Regions from separate parts of the Macaca mulatta genome. Here region 2 is linked to region 1. A link is a contact called in public Hi-C data. All regions are on one chromosome and are shown on one strand. The core of a region is the stretch at or near the end of the contact, and the rest is flanking DNA. Distances in the headings are between cores, read along the strand shown.

What was found. A called contact is a pair of places that touch in the nucleus more often than the background predicts.
Region 2: a Hi-C map of fetal cortical plate shows a contact between it and region 1, with 5 times the contacts expected there. The contact joins two enhancer-like sites. A contact is called at or near these places in 7 of 14 Hi-C or Micro-C datasets (CD4 T cells, cortical neurons, fetal cortex germinal zone and 4 more).

What each region holds. Positions count from the first base shown.
Region 1 is chr14:122,321,656-122,328,722 of T2T-MMU8v2.0, forward strand. No RefSeq gene overlaps it. Among named protein-coding and RNA genes, the nearest start is that of SORL1, 200 kb to the left of the region's middle. Within about 2 kb of position 3,001, at least 21 of the 40 cell types and tissues checked have an H3K27ac peak or open chromatin away from gene starts, as enhancers often do.
Region 2 is chr14:122,860,961-122,868,027 of T2T-MMU8v2.0, forward strand. The region is part of intron 2 of LOC106993508 (a long non-coding RNA gene); the gene reads right to left. Among named protein-coding and RNA genes, the nearest start is that of BLID, 50 kb to the left of the region's middle. Within about 2 kb of position 3,426, at least 5 of the 40 cell types and tissues checked have an H3K27ac peak or open chromatin away from gene starts, as enhancers often do.

The DNA of each region.
Region 1 (7,067 bases), core at 1,751-4,250:
CCCCCACGTCTCATGGTCAGAGTGCTTATTAGGCTTTCAGAGGTGGAGATGTGGGTGGGGTAGGTCAGGTAGTGCAGAGTGAGTACAAATGTACCTTGTTTTACACCGCACATGCATTCTGCAAATTTGTATGTCAGTCTTTTTTTTTCTGCAAATTCAATGGAATCTTAAAGAAATTAGGGGGAGTTGTCATTTAATGGAGTGCAAACCTGCCTCTTTTTAATCAAGTGAAGGCTCCTTTTGTAATGCAAATAATGCCTTCGTTTTGTGAGCTGAGATTCTGCCTTGGCTTTCTTTAAATGAGACACACCTCTAAGGGGCAAATGTGGGGCTCACACGCAGCATTCTAAACGCAGGCTAGCGTCCATCCTCTGCCTTTGTTGTAACATTTGCTTTGGTGGTCTTTGTTTATATCAGGTATTATTTTGGCCACTGGAGGGCCCTCCAGATAGAGAATGACTGGAGAATCCCAAATACGTTGCCTCAGCCCAGACTTCAGTTCACACCCAGATTTTTGAGCATGCAGCATTTCTTGCAAATCGGATTTAACTGGGGAGACTAGCAGTAGCATTGATGTTTCTTTTATTTAGGAATTTAAGCATAAAAGGAACCTCTATTTAAAAGAGCAGCTTTTGGATTATAGTCTATTTGGAGCTGGAAAGGAGGTGCTAATCTTGTATGTGGAGAGTGATCTTGCAGAATTCAGCACAGCTTAGGAGAGCAGAGCCTTGAACAAAGGTTATTTCTCTGTGTGAAGAGAATCACACCAAGATGTATGGAGTGAAGTGGGGCAACAGAAATTATTTTTTATAATGAGGAAAAAGAGAGTCTTATATAGGCCTGGAAAAATAGTTGGGAGGTTGGCATCCTAGGCCTAGTAAGGCACAAAATCACCAAAGTTTATTTTCATGCCACATATTTTTTCATCTGCAGTTTTTCTACCCTCTTGCTGGAGCCTAGTTCAGAGATTTTATTTTGCTGAATGTTGACAAAACACCCTAAAATCTGGGCTCAGAATTGTCAATGCAGCATGAAAAATTTCAGCCCTCAATAGATTCAAACACAGATCTGTTGCAAAACCAGATAGAAATGAGGAAAACTGTCAAGAAGAGTCCAGAAAAGAAATATGGGTCAGTGACAAGGTTTCCTCAGTTTATAAAACAAAGAAAATTCATCAGAACTCTCCACATCAGTCCAGTACCAAACCAGATTAAAGTGCTGTCTCATGTTCTAAGCCTCTGAGGCCTGAAACAAAAAGTGAAGTTGATTGTGTTGAATTGCATGGTTTCCCTGAACTAGTAATCTTTCAGCATCAGAGCGGAGCAGGTGACTGACCGACGGACTTGCAGATGGCCTTGGGGATTCGTTTGCGCCCTAATAATTTAAGAACGTGAGTCCTGTGGGAATGGATGTGGCCACTGGGGATATAGCTGGTGGCAAGATTTCTGAGGATCGGGATGGGTCTTACATTTTTTGCCCAGCTGTAAAATGGGAAGGAGGCTTTTTTCCAACTCAGTCCTTAGTGTCAAGTTTCCAGACCCACGCAAATGGCAGCTCTTTCTATACTTATCTGGGGGTGAGATGGAAGAAGGGATGGAATGGAGAGGATCCGTTCCCTTTTTGAACTTGGGAGTTTATAGGTAAGTGGACAAAAATGAGCCTACGGAAGAGACTGACTTTGGTCCGGATTAGCAGTATTTGCTCTTCCGGGAACCTCACATGTGGGCAGCAGAGAGCTGAGGGTGTGCTTGGTAGCTACAAGTAAAGGGAGGCGCTGTGCTTAATGAGGTCTGCAAGCCTGGATCTTTTCATTTGACCCAAGTCTTTCTCCCTTGGATTAACCTCTCTGTGTTGCTGGGAAGCACAGCTCATCTGGCTGTAGCTCAGAATTTTGTACCTGGCCCACAGGAGATTCCTGGGAGTGGAGTCTAGGTCCCCACCCAATTCTGATTGTGAGTAATGGATACCGTTTGGATGGGAACTGTAGAGGATTTATGTTTAACGCCAGAGGGCTGGAGGTCATAGCTGAAGCAAGTTGATTAAAATCAGTTACTCAGGGGATTTGACTACACAACCCGTAATTGGAGGAATCCAGCTTCTTCTCAGAATTGGCCCCCAAATACTGAGGAAAGGTAGATTCGAGGTCTGCAATCCTCTCCTTAACTCTGAACTCAGAGCTGTCATTGTCTCAGACACGCACTTGACACTAAACATACATTTTCCTCTGACATATTTGTATTGTTTTTTAAACTGTCTGACAAATAGTTGTGCTGAGTGAGTTCCGGGCACCTAGCAGGCAGGCAGTAAATATTTGCTGTGCATCGAAAGAATGCCGTTGGCTTGGCTGTCAGTATGGCTCCGATTCAGAACCATCCCAGCGCTGGGTTCTTGAGGCTGGGAGGATTGCACGTTGAAGGGCTGGTCAAGCCCTGCCTGACCAGAAAGGTCTCTGTGAATACTGGAACATTCTCAGACATGCTGAGGAAAAGCTACCATCGCAGGCAAGAGGGACGGTGGGGGGAAGTGCAGTTGGGAGTTTTCCTAGAGACGTGGTTCCTTTGTTCTGGTAGATTTCAGCCAGAAAGAACAGCAAAATTTTACTGTCTGCAAACCACCAAGGAGCTACTCCCCTCCCCCTTTACCTCCTTCCTTCCCAACCTGGGAATTCATTTGCTGCTTCTCTCTCCTCCTCCTCTGCCCTGGGGCAGTCCCCAGGGACAAAGCTCTTTGTTGTGAACACTCTGAGACAATACGGAATTGCACAGTCCCCAGGGCACAATCGGGGCTGTCCTCCACGGAGAGTGATCGCCCGGGCAGAGACCCCCACCTGTTGATCTCCCCCTTCCCGGGGCGAGCGGCAACCTGCATTGTGCTGAGGACGCACGCGTTTCCACAGCAGGCTCAGCAGATGGTGCTGGTGAGCAAAGCCATGCCCGTCCCTCCCGCGCCCCTCCCCACCGCCAGAGCCTCGCTGGTCTAAAGCAAAAACAGATGTTTTCATCATTTCTGGATCTGGCATGTGACTCGCAGTTCAGCAATGCGCCGACATAACCCAGAGTTGTACGTCCCCTTCATCCCCCGCAAAATAAAAATCCTGAACTTAAATGAGCCTTCCTCCTTGGCGAGCCACTGACACATGATCTGTGTAATCCACGGGGCACATGTTTAATCGGACTCCGACTGCAACTGCCTTTGTAGCCGGCCCCGGCTCTATAATTGGGAAGTTGTCTTTTTTTCAGCGAAGACACAGGACAGCCAGACTAGCTATCTTTACACCAAGGGCTGGGAAGAGGCGCTAGCCTTTTAAAATAGCCCTGGTCTGGCTGGCTGGCGAACCTGTCTGCGTGGGAGCCGGTGAGCGGGGCCAGAACAAAACAGGAAGGCCGCGGCGGCGCGCCCTGTTCCCGGCGCCCTCGGCAGGTGGCAGCATCGGCCCGAGCTGGCCTCTGCCGCTGGCCAGCCCCAAAGCAGGGCCCTTTTACTTTCGGTGGCCTCAAAATTATTAGTTCCAGATGAGTTCTTGCAATTGTAATATTTGGTTTAACCCAATCTGCCCGACTGCGTCAGCGCACGTTCAAATACAGCCGTCTGAAGTCTAAGCAGACATCAGAGGCATGGTTCAGGGGGTGTCAACATTCCTTACCCTTGGAAAGAATTAAAGCAAAACAAAACAAAACAAAAAAAGGAGGCTGATTTATCCCCAAACGAAAGAAGGGTGAACAGGCATGGGGCTAGGGTGCCCGAGAGGGAGCGAGCAGTGGACATTCAGGGAAGGCGTAACAATGGAACTTTGTCCAGGAGGCCCGCTAGAGTGGAACTGGATTTATTTGTTGAACTAGGAAGGGACCTCTGGGTTCTTTGAAGGTTAGAGCAAATAAGCAAAACTGGCGTGCATTTGGTTTACTAAGAGCAGAGTCCTTCAAGTCACGTAGGCTGCTATTGTCAGACACAAAACGCGTTGTTTCTGGGGCTGGGCCTCTGCTTAACACTTGGCCTGGTGTCCCAGGAAGGGGGCAGAGGAGGAGGGGGCTCCCCATGTTAGCACACAGCTTTTAGGGGGACTCTGAATATCTGCCAAGGATGTGGACTGGGTTTCCTAAGGACAGCAGCCCAGGCCCCAGAGGACTCATTAAGAAGACAGGAGCCCTCCTGCAGGCCCTCTGGCCAGTGGACTGGCTGGAGTCATCAAGTGTCTTGTAAATGGCCCTGCTGTGGTTTTACTACCACACCGTGGAGCTGGACGCAGGGGAGACTAGGGACCCATCCTGGTGGTCTCAGGGTATTCCAGATGCATGAGCTGAGGCTAAAAGACTCCCTCTGACCCCCAGGACAGAGCAGCAAAATGTGCAAAGGGAGCCCAGAAAGCCTGCTCCAACCACCAGCCAGGAAAGGGTGTCTCCTCCCTTAGCAGAGATGGAATAACCTGGCCTTGAAAAGACAGCCTCTGTCAAGCAGTCCCCCACGCCCCTTCCCCCTGCCGGCACCTCACTTGTAAATCTGTGCTCAAATTCTTCAAGCACCTCTCCCAAGGTTGCAAGAAAGATTCCTGCTAGTCGACTCCAGGGAGCCTGGCCGTTTCCCTGCAGGTCTCTGGCTCAACATGGTACTGATCAAAAGCCGGCACCAGTCTGGCAGATGCTTTAAGTCCTGCATGTCGGGAGCTAGCGGCTGGCGCTGGCATCAGCCAGCCAGGCCGACGGAGCGGCCATCTTGTTAGATGTGGTTGGGGCCTCGCTGGTCTCTTACCTGCTGCAGGGGCCACCCCACTGTGTGGAGGAGGAGGTGGGACCTCCACACATCTGGTCCAATACCTGCAGAGTGTTTAGGGACCCAGACTTCCTGCTATCCTCCTTTCAGTCTGAAAACTACATGTGTTCCTGCAGATTGCTGGGAAAGTGCTGACTGTCTTGCTGGGAGTCTCGCCCTGATCCTAGAGGGAACTTGGCCTTGGGGGGAAATAGGCAAGTGAGGCATTCGCGTGAGTACAATGGTTCGAGGCCTGCGTGCCTGGAATGGCTGAGGAATTCCAGTGTTCCTTTCCATTGCTGCATTTACTTTATTCCCTTCTGAGAATCAGCCTTTGGACATGCTATAATCCAGAACTTCTCAGTCCTGCCTACTTAGGAATTGCCTGGCCCCTACCCCCAGAGCTGCTGAAATCACAAGGAAAAGGGATTGGGGATAGGGGTCACAATTTTACTCCCTGCCCAGGTGGTTGTAATGTACAGCTAGAAGCTAAAAAACAAAATTTAAAAATCACTGCATTTCTAACCCAAATTCCCTTGCTTTAACAGATGAGGTTCCTAAGAGTTAAGTGGCTCAGCCAAGGTCACACAAATTCAAGTCCAAGTCCGGAATTTCTGTATAAGAGCTCCTTGCTCCTCAGCCATGATTGAGGCTTTTCCTCAGTCTTTGAACCCATTAATGACTGAGCCAGTCACTTCTTTTCCCTGTTTAATGAAACCCTCCATCAGCCACAACCTGTGTTGCTGTTGCCTATAAGAAATTCCTCTTACAGTCGGCTCTCTGTGTCCATGGGGTCTTCATCCATGGATTCAATTGGCCTCAGATTCAAAATATTAAATATATATATTATGTATATTATATATATATGGATGGCTTTGTCTGTACTGAATATGCAGACTTTGTTTCTTGTCATGATTCTCTAAACAATACAGTATATCAACTATTCACATAGCGTTTACATTGTATTAGGTATTATAAGTAATCTAGAGATGATTTAAAGTATATAGAAGGATGTATATAGGTTTTATGCAAATCCCACACCATTTCATCTAAAGGGACTTGAGAATTCATGAATTTTGGTATCTGTGAGGGTCCTGGAACCAATTCCCCACAGATACTGAGGGAGGACAGTACTTACCGGGGAATTTTCAATTTTGTAGCTTTAAATAAATCCTTATACTGAGATCTTTAGAAATGAAAATCCAACCCCCGCTGACCCTGATTTCCCTCATTTATCACTTATGTTCCCAAAAGGGATTCCCACCTGCAGATGGCCATCATGGAGATAACTGCTCTGCAATGATTTGTTTTTAGAGATGAGGCTCCTGGGCCCTAGAAAAGTTTAGTGCCATGTTTGGGCCAAAGTAGATGGCAGAGGCAAAATGAACATGGAGGCACCCACTTCCCAGCCCTTGCTGACATCACTGCTTTAGTCTCACCTCTCTTCCCCTGGGGCTGCTCAAGGTGCTGTTTTCTTGTTAGTCGTCACCTGCTGGAGGTAACAAACACCCTCAGAAATAAGTCTGTCCTCTGTGAGCAAGGAAGCAGTCACTGGCTTAACGCTATGTTTCTGAGAATTGGTTTGACTTGAATATTTTGAGATCTTTGATACTTGAAGGTTGAGGAAGTTACCATAACTCTTTGGGAAGAAGACAGACAAAGAGCCCAGACATTGTTGTGGTCACCAGGTAAAGTGGAAAGGAAGCTGGATGGGGAGTCAGGCAATGGTGTCCTGTGTGACCTTGGACAAGCCATTGTACCACTATGGGCCCAGGTTTTTTCCTCTGGAAAAAAGCCAGGAAGTTGGACATGATCTCTGAGGTCTCTCCCAGCTCTGACATTCCATGGGACAATGAGTTCCTCATCTCTGGGACCTTCCTTTCATGTGTCAGATATGAAGCTCCAGATTCTCTTCTCTCTCTAAGTCAATTACTCTTGAGGCATTTCCCCAGTGACCTTAGGACTAACTCATGATTTTTAAAAATGGAGGTCAGAACATGAGCAGCCACACAAAAACAATGACTTGGTTCCCTACCCAATGCCTGGTGACTTCACAAAGGACACTTGCTGTAAGTCCCTTCTCTAGAATTCTTTCTTTTCTTAGAGGAACTGCCCAGGGATCTTGCATCACTGGGGCTCGTTTGTCCATCCACCCATTTATTCCATCTTATAAACATTTGTTAAGTACTAACTCTGTTTAAAGAAACGATGGGGAAGAATGTTTATTTCTAGGAATGACTCTTCTAGATTAAGAGGTTATAGAGGCATTATAACTAACTACAGTATATGAACTTAATTGGATCCTGGATCCAAGAAGAAGA
Region 2 (7,067 bases), core at 2,176-4,675, 540 kb after region 1:
GTAAATAGAGAGCATCCCACCAGGACTATTGGTTGTTTCCTCCACATTTGACATCATGACCAGTTTTCTCCCGCAGACTCAGTCTGGGTCTCTCTGTCTGTGTCACATCCAGCATACTGTTCTCACAGCGGGGGAGCCAATCAGTGCTCCTAAATGGTGTGGCTCATTGTCCTGTATTGAGGATGATCAGTGAGTGTCTCTCCCACTTTTCTCCAGAGACAGAACATAGTCTAGACATACGGGGCAGGAGAAGGTCAGGAACCCTGGCTTCTGATCTTAGCTCCACTTGCTAGTGCACTGGAAATGATACAGGAGGTTGCACGAGTCTCTGGTTCTGTTGCAGCTACTTTATGAGTTCCTTCTCCATAATGAACATTGGTATTACAGGAATAAAGGCAAAAGACAGCAATAACATTAAGCAAAAGAAGTTGTGTGCCACTTAAATGATAATGATGATGATGAGGATGATGACAAAGCAGAAGAAGGTATGTCAATTGATGATATTGCTATGAACCATAAACTCAATAAATATTTCTCAGACCTATGTTGGGCCTAGGGCTGAATACGAAAGGGTTAAACTGCCCTGAAGATAATTAAACCCTGTTACAAACTCAGGTCAAGTAAAAAAAAACAAAAACAAACAAACAAAAAAAAAAACAACAAAAAAAAACCAGCAACAAGAATTTAGAGAAATCAAGAAAAGCTGCAAAAACAAAAACAAAAATATTCCCTTTCACACAAATAGATCTAAAACTGAGAACCTTTAGTGACAAGCCCGCTGGGAAAGACGGGATCAAAATCCAGAATTACTTCTACAGGAGGAAGTATCAGAGGGTCTGGAGCATGTGAGGGACACGGGGTCATGAGTGGAGAAACAGGAAAATGAGTGTGAGGGAAGGAGAGTCTGGTTCCCCTTCGGACTGGCAGACCATTCCATTCTGCTCTGCACCCCACACCAGGAAAAATGCAGGACCCAGACAATAGGACAACCAAGATATAGAAGCAACCATGTCATGAGGAATTTGAAGAACTGGAAATATTTAGGCAGATAAAGATACAACTCTGTAATTGCTGTCTTCGAATATTTAAAGGGCTCTCGATTAGAAAATGGTGGGATTTGCTCCGCCCAGTTTCAGGAAATAGAATGGAACTAACGGAGAGACACGTCAAAGAGAAATATTTTTGATCCACTATAAGAAAAATATTCAGGTAGTTTAGCCCAGATTTGGAAAGGTCACTTTGTGTCTGGAGAAAGCTGTGAGGGCTCTGTCACTGGACGTTCTTTGGTCAAATGGAGGGCCAGTCATGGAGGCTGCCTGCACTGAAATAACCTTTGGGATCCTTGTAGCTCTTGGACTATTTGAGTCTATGAACAACCTGGGATCCAAAAGGAGAAACTAGACAAAAGAAGCATGTGACATCCTCACACAGAGCATTTTAACTCCTGCTGCGGGATCTCCTGGTCTAACACATTAGCTGATCAGATAAATCCAAAGTGTGCTTGCGGCCTTTTCCTCTCTTTCCCTTGAGCAGCACTATTTCTTTAACTATCACAGGTAAGTCCAAGAGTTAGGCACCTCCTCGGTGGGGCAAATGGCCTTTAGTATAGTGGAAAACACAAAAGAAAAGACAAAACTCCTACATTGAATGACCAGTTTAAGGAGAATCGCAGTTCTCAAAAGAGATGATGTTTAGAAGCCATCTTATCAAATACCTCCCCCGATGTCTGAATTCCGTCCATATCTTCCCTGATTGAGTGGTTGTCTGATCTCTGTTTGAACTCAGTCTCTGCAGTCAATTTGATTGGAGGCCATTCTGATGGGGCTCAAGAATAAGCAAAACACACGCATAGAAAATGCAGTTAGCAAGACATGGACGCGAGGGAAAAGGCACTTTGGTATAGTACCAGACTACAAGGCAGAACCTAAAGCTAATTAGAATTTCTTGAAGTCAGAATTACAGTAAATTTTAAAAGTCCTACCTACAGTTTGAGGAGACACACTTGGGACACACAGTGCCAGTAAAAACTATAGGTGACGTTCTTGCCTATTCTGCAATCTTTTGCATCTGTGTGTGAGCCTTACATTGCAGGCTGGGAAGGTACAAGAATAGGGGCAGCGCAGTAGAAAGGGTGCAGATTGCTAAAAAGGAAAGACTAAATACTACGGGGCTTTGGGTGGGGCCAGTATGTGGTATGTGTTTGGAGTTGCTTTCATGATATTATCCTGGACAGGGTTGCAAAGACGGGTGCAAAGCTGATGAGGGTGTCAGATAAGAGAAATGGAGCATTCAAGAATTGACCTCTGATTGAGCAGAGGGAACCCTGAGCTCAGGCAGAGGAGAAAAACAGAGTTTGGGGATGAAGAAAAAGGGAGAAAAATTGAGAGGTAGGGAGATGTGAAGGGAGAAACTGCATGAGAGGTCTAAGATATCTGGGACGTTTCCAAGACCATCTCAGGGTCTCAAGCGGTGATGAGAGGCAGGAATAAGGGTAAATGTTGAGGAGGAAGAAGGAGGCCAGGCACTGAAAGATCTTCTGAGTAGAAAGAAACAGAAAGAAAGCTAGACTCATCATAAGACTTGGTGTCTCCATTTCCCAACTAGCTCACTTCTCAGGAGAGAGAATCAAAGGGCACCTTCCTGGCTGCAAAAGATTGTTAATTAACAGGAAAAATCTGAATGCTTCAAGTATTGACTAGACACCTCCTATATGCTCAAGATACAGGATAGAAGTAGAAATCAAGTTCCACAGTAACCTGAATTACTATTAGTCAGTTAACAATCATTTGCTTGGTAACTACTCTTGGCCAAAGACCATGGTAAGCATCAGGAACCCGACTGGGATGACGAGACCGACCCTCCAGGGGTCACAGAGTAACAGGTGAAGGGGAGAAGCACAGCCAAGTATAAAACTCCTGCAAAGGATTATAGGGTGCTGTGAGGGAAAATAACAGAATATCCAAAGAATCATTGCTAGGTTTTGTTTTTAACAGAAAAGACACGTCAGACACCACAAAGAATCAGGAGCAGTCAGTCTATAGGTAGTGTCATCCTGGCCTGGGAATGTCAGAGAGAATATTCCTAGTCCCCGGTGTCCAGATAAGAGCAGTGGAGGCTGATCCCAGAAGAGGACCACTGAGCAGCTGGCCACACTGGGGGCGTACTCCTCAGGGCAAGGAGGAGGCTGAGAATGGAAGGAGGAAGCCTCCCACTCTAGATCCTTCTCCGGCAGACCCCACTCACCCTGCCAGGGGACAGTTCAGTGGATGTGACTTCCACCCGTGGCTAAGCAAGGAAACAGCCTCTTTGGAGCTTCTCCAATGTTGCAGCTCTCCTGTGCCCCTTGCTGTTCTACTCAGACTCACAGATGAGCCCAGCTCCTCTCCTCCATTCTAAACGCCTCTGTTTCAGGGAAGCGTTTGCATTTTCCTTGGCACAGGTACAGCTTGCTGAATTCTTTTAGGCCAGGCCAATTACAACAAGCCCTAAAATTGCTGAGCCAAGTGGTTTCTTCAGAGATCTGCTTACATTCCCTCCCTGAAAAGAGCAGGGGGCCCACTTCGTGCAGTCTCTGCACACAAAAAGTGCACGTTTCACTTTTAAGGTGGAGTAGGCACAGGACGGTTTTCCCAAAGACAGAATGAGATGCAACCTATTTTCACTCCGATTTTACTTCGCCTGATTGGGCTTCATCCCATTTCAGAGGACGGACAGGATGGCTCAGGGCCGGCTCCCTTGAAGACTGTCTTGAGAAAGGGCTAGAGAGGCTTTTAGCACAAGCCCCACGGGATCACAAGTTGAAAGAAGTATTTATATGTGTCAGTACCCTCTCATTCCTGAACTTCAACTAGCTTCAGGGTTCAGTATCGCAATCACATTCTCGTAAATTCTGGCTTTGGGAGGAAGACGGAGTCAGTAATGCATAACTTTGATTTTTTTTTATAATCATGATATTTGGGTAGAAATAATTCAGTTCCAAAGAATTATTTAGAGTAGTCTAAAGTTGTTTTTTTTTTCCTGATTTTGAAATTGTTACACCATGACTTTTCAACAAATTCACCTCTTTGTTTATTTTCTATTATGCTTACATCAGAATACAGAACATTCCCTAGCTATTTCTAGCTTAGAGGAAGGCGTTGAGAGAGATCTTAATGAGAACAGGTCAAGCGGTGGTATAGCCAGTTTGGAATTTGAAATTATCCACGAATAATAAATAAAGCATCTAATCTAGAGCAGATCATTGAGAACTGAGCAATTCTGAGAGATACTTGCCAGAAAACCAGTGTCTTTCCCACAACAAAAATTTATCAGAGAAAGAAGTGTGCCCTTGATTCTTGGCATTAACTCATGGCTAGTAAGGCCACGGCGCTGCAGGACTGCACTCCGAGTCTGAAGGCGTTCTTCAGATGGGGAAACAGGATCGCTTGAAAAGGGAAATTTGAACTCATTCTCATAGATGAGATGACCTCCATGTGTCCAGAGATATGGGAGCCATCATTCAGAGCAGAACTTTCTTACTCAGACAGAAACTAAAGGGTCGCAAGGTAAAAAACTGCCATTTTTAACTTAAAAGACACAAAATCAGGGCAAATCTCATTTGCAGATGGATAAATAAATTCTAGGAACCTAATCCGGTTCTAACATCCTTATCAAAAAGCCTGGCATGTTGGACAAGAGGGTCGCTGGTGGTCATTCTCCTGGGAGGGGGCTCTCCCGAGAGCCCCCAGTGCCACTCAAACCAGAGACTTTCAGCCCCCACTGGGTACTTGACAATCAGAAGTAACCACATGTCTATGCTTTTGAGGAAATTTTACAAACTGATATGTGCCTGGCTTAATGACAAGGGCGCTTGGTTTTTCTATATCAACTAATGAACAGTAGAGATTCATATTTCCATGCCAAGAAGGGAAAGAGAATCCTAAACTCACAGCAGTCTTCAGTGTGGGAAACCGAATGGGATGGTGGGAGGGTCAGGTTTCTTGTCTTTCATTTAGAATATAACTGGACTCAAGAGCTGCTCATCTTCGGGGAATTTCATAGGTCTTTGGCTAGGGACCAATCTGGGTCATAAAACGAGGAAACCCCCCTGGGCCCAGGTAGATCTCTAAAGAAAAAGCTTTGGTTGCCTGGGCTTTGTTTAGCAAAAGAATATTTTTTTCTTGTCCTAGAGTCAGCAAACACGCTGCCAGGTAATCTGAGAGGCCCACAGGGAGACTCCAAGAAGACAAGCCTGAGAGTCCCATGCCAAACTCTTTAATCTTGAAGGCCATTAAGGTGCCACATCTTCACTACATTTCCAAATGCCTACTGCCTTTGGGTGGCATCACAGCAATAAACACAGGACTTAATTAAAAGTCACTTCCATTTCACTGCTAAAGCCAAGGAAATCTGGTACCATAGCCTTGAATTTATAAGTAGGAAAATGATACAAAAAAAAAAGTGAGGGTGGAAACTAATTTAAAACACGAAAAGTCACTCAACACTGCCAGTGGGTGGTGCAGGATATTGCCATGGCACTTTCTGTTAAATTTCTTCCTCCCAATTCTTTGCAGAATTCTCCTCACTCGTGTGTGGAGAGAGCCCCACTAACTAAAAGCAACCTGAGTATTAGATATGATCACCATGAAGAGTTAAGACAATGGGACCCATAAAATGGCATCACCCCTCAGGGAAGTACAAACCTGCACCCACTGCCCTATTTCTGATCTCGACTCATCCTATGACAGGGTCATACTCCCCTCATCATGAGAGGTTATGGGGGAGTTCGCACAGCTAACAGGCCACTGTTACTCCCTGCTTGTTTGTCGGCAAGAAAAGTGCAGAAAGTTCAGTTGCTCCCATTGGCCATTGGACAAATGCCCAGTTGCTCTCTGGGGAAATCTGATTGTGACTGTGTCATAGTTAATTCCTCCCTCACCCATGCCCCTCCTTTATAGCTGCTTAGTTGCCAAGCTCTGTCCATTCTTTCTCCATTGTATTTCTTGAATTAGTCCCTTTCTTTTATTCCTACTGCAGTTACCCTCGGTGAAGTTTTCATTTTTTCTCGATTGGATTATTGCTATATCTTCTTACTTGGTTTCTTACTGCTAGGATCTGTCCGCCGTAATCCATTTTACATGTGACTTTTCGTTTAGTCTCCCTAATACATGCCTCTGATTATGTCACTCTTATGTTCCAAACCTCATGGTGATTCTTTGTTGCCTGCTGGTCACAAGTGATTCTGCATCGCCTACTGACCAAAGTCCAACAAACACATTGACAGCTTTCTTCACAAAGATGACATTGTCCTATGACTCACATGTTACCCCATAATTAAAGGACTGAGACCCAGAAAATTACTCAAACTTCAAGTAGCCCATGCCCCAGAGGTAAATTTCACTTGCTCTATTTAAACAAGGTTTTCTTCAATATATCCTCCTTGTCACAATCAAAAAGTTCTTTCCAGTGTCTGCCTTGAATTATCCCTTAAGCTCTTGAACTCTACTATCTTTAACTATTATTTGTTTTAATAGCAAGTTCCATTCTCAGAAATGAGAATAGCAAAGTAAAAAAGAAACAAGTGACTCCCAAGAAAAACACCAGAGCATGACACCATAGTGAGTTGAAAGGGGCTGAAATTGGAAGTGGGCTAATGGCTGTTTATGATTTTTGTTTGTTCAACACCCTACATCTTAGGACATTAATCCTCTACAGACTATCTTGATTGTGATGGGTATTTATCTGCTGCACTTATACTTCCGTTCCTCACATCATAAGCATTTATTATATATCACCACAATCAAGTTGTAACAATAATCCATGATGATAGCAATAGTCTAATGAAGAAACATGCTCTGGTGAAAATCCTTGGATATCAGAGAGAAGTGTAAAGATTGTAGAGGACGGGTGCGGCGGCTCACGCCTGTAATCCCAGCACTTTGGGAGGTCAAGGCGGGCGGATCACCTGAGGTCAGGAGTTCGAGACCAGCCTGACCAACATGTTGAAACCCTATCTCTACTAAAAATGCAAAAAATTGGCCGGGTGTGGTGGCGGGTGCCCAGCTACTCAGGAGGCTGAGGCAGGAGAA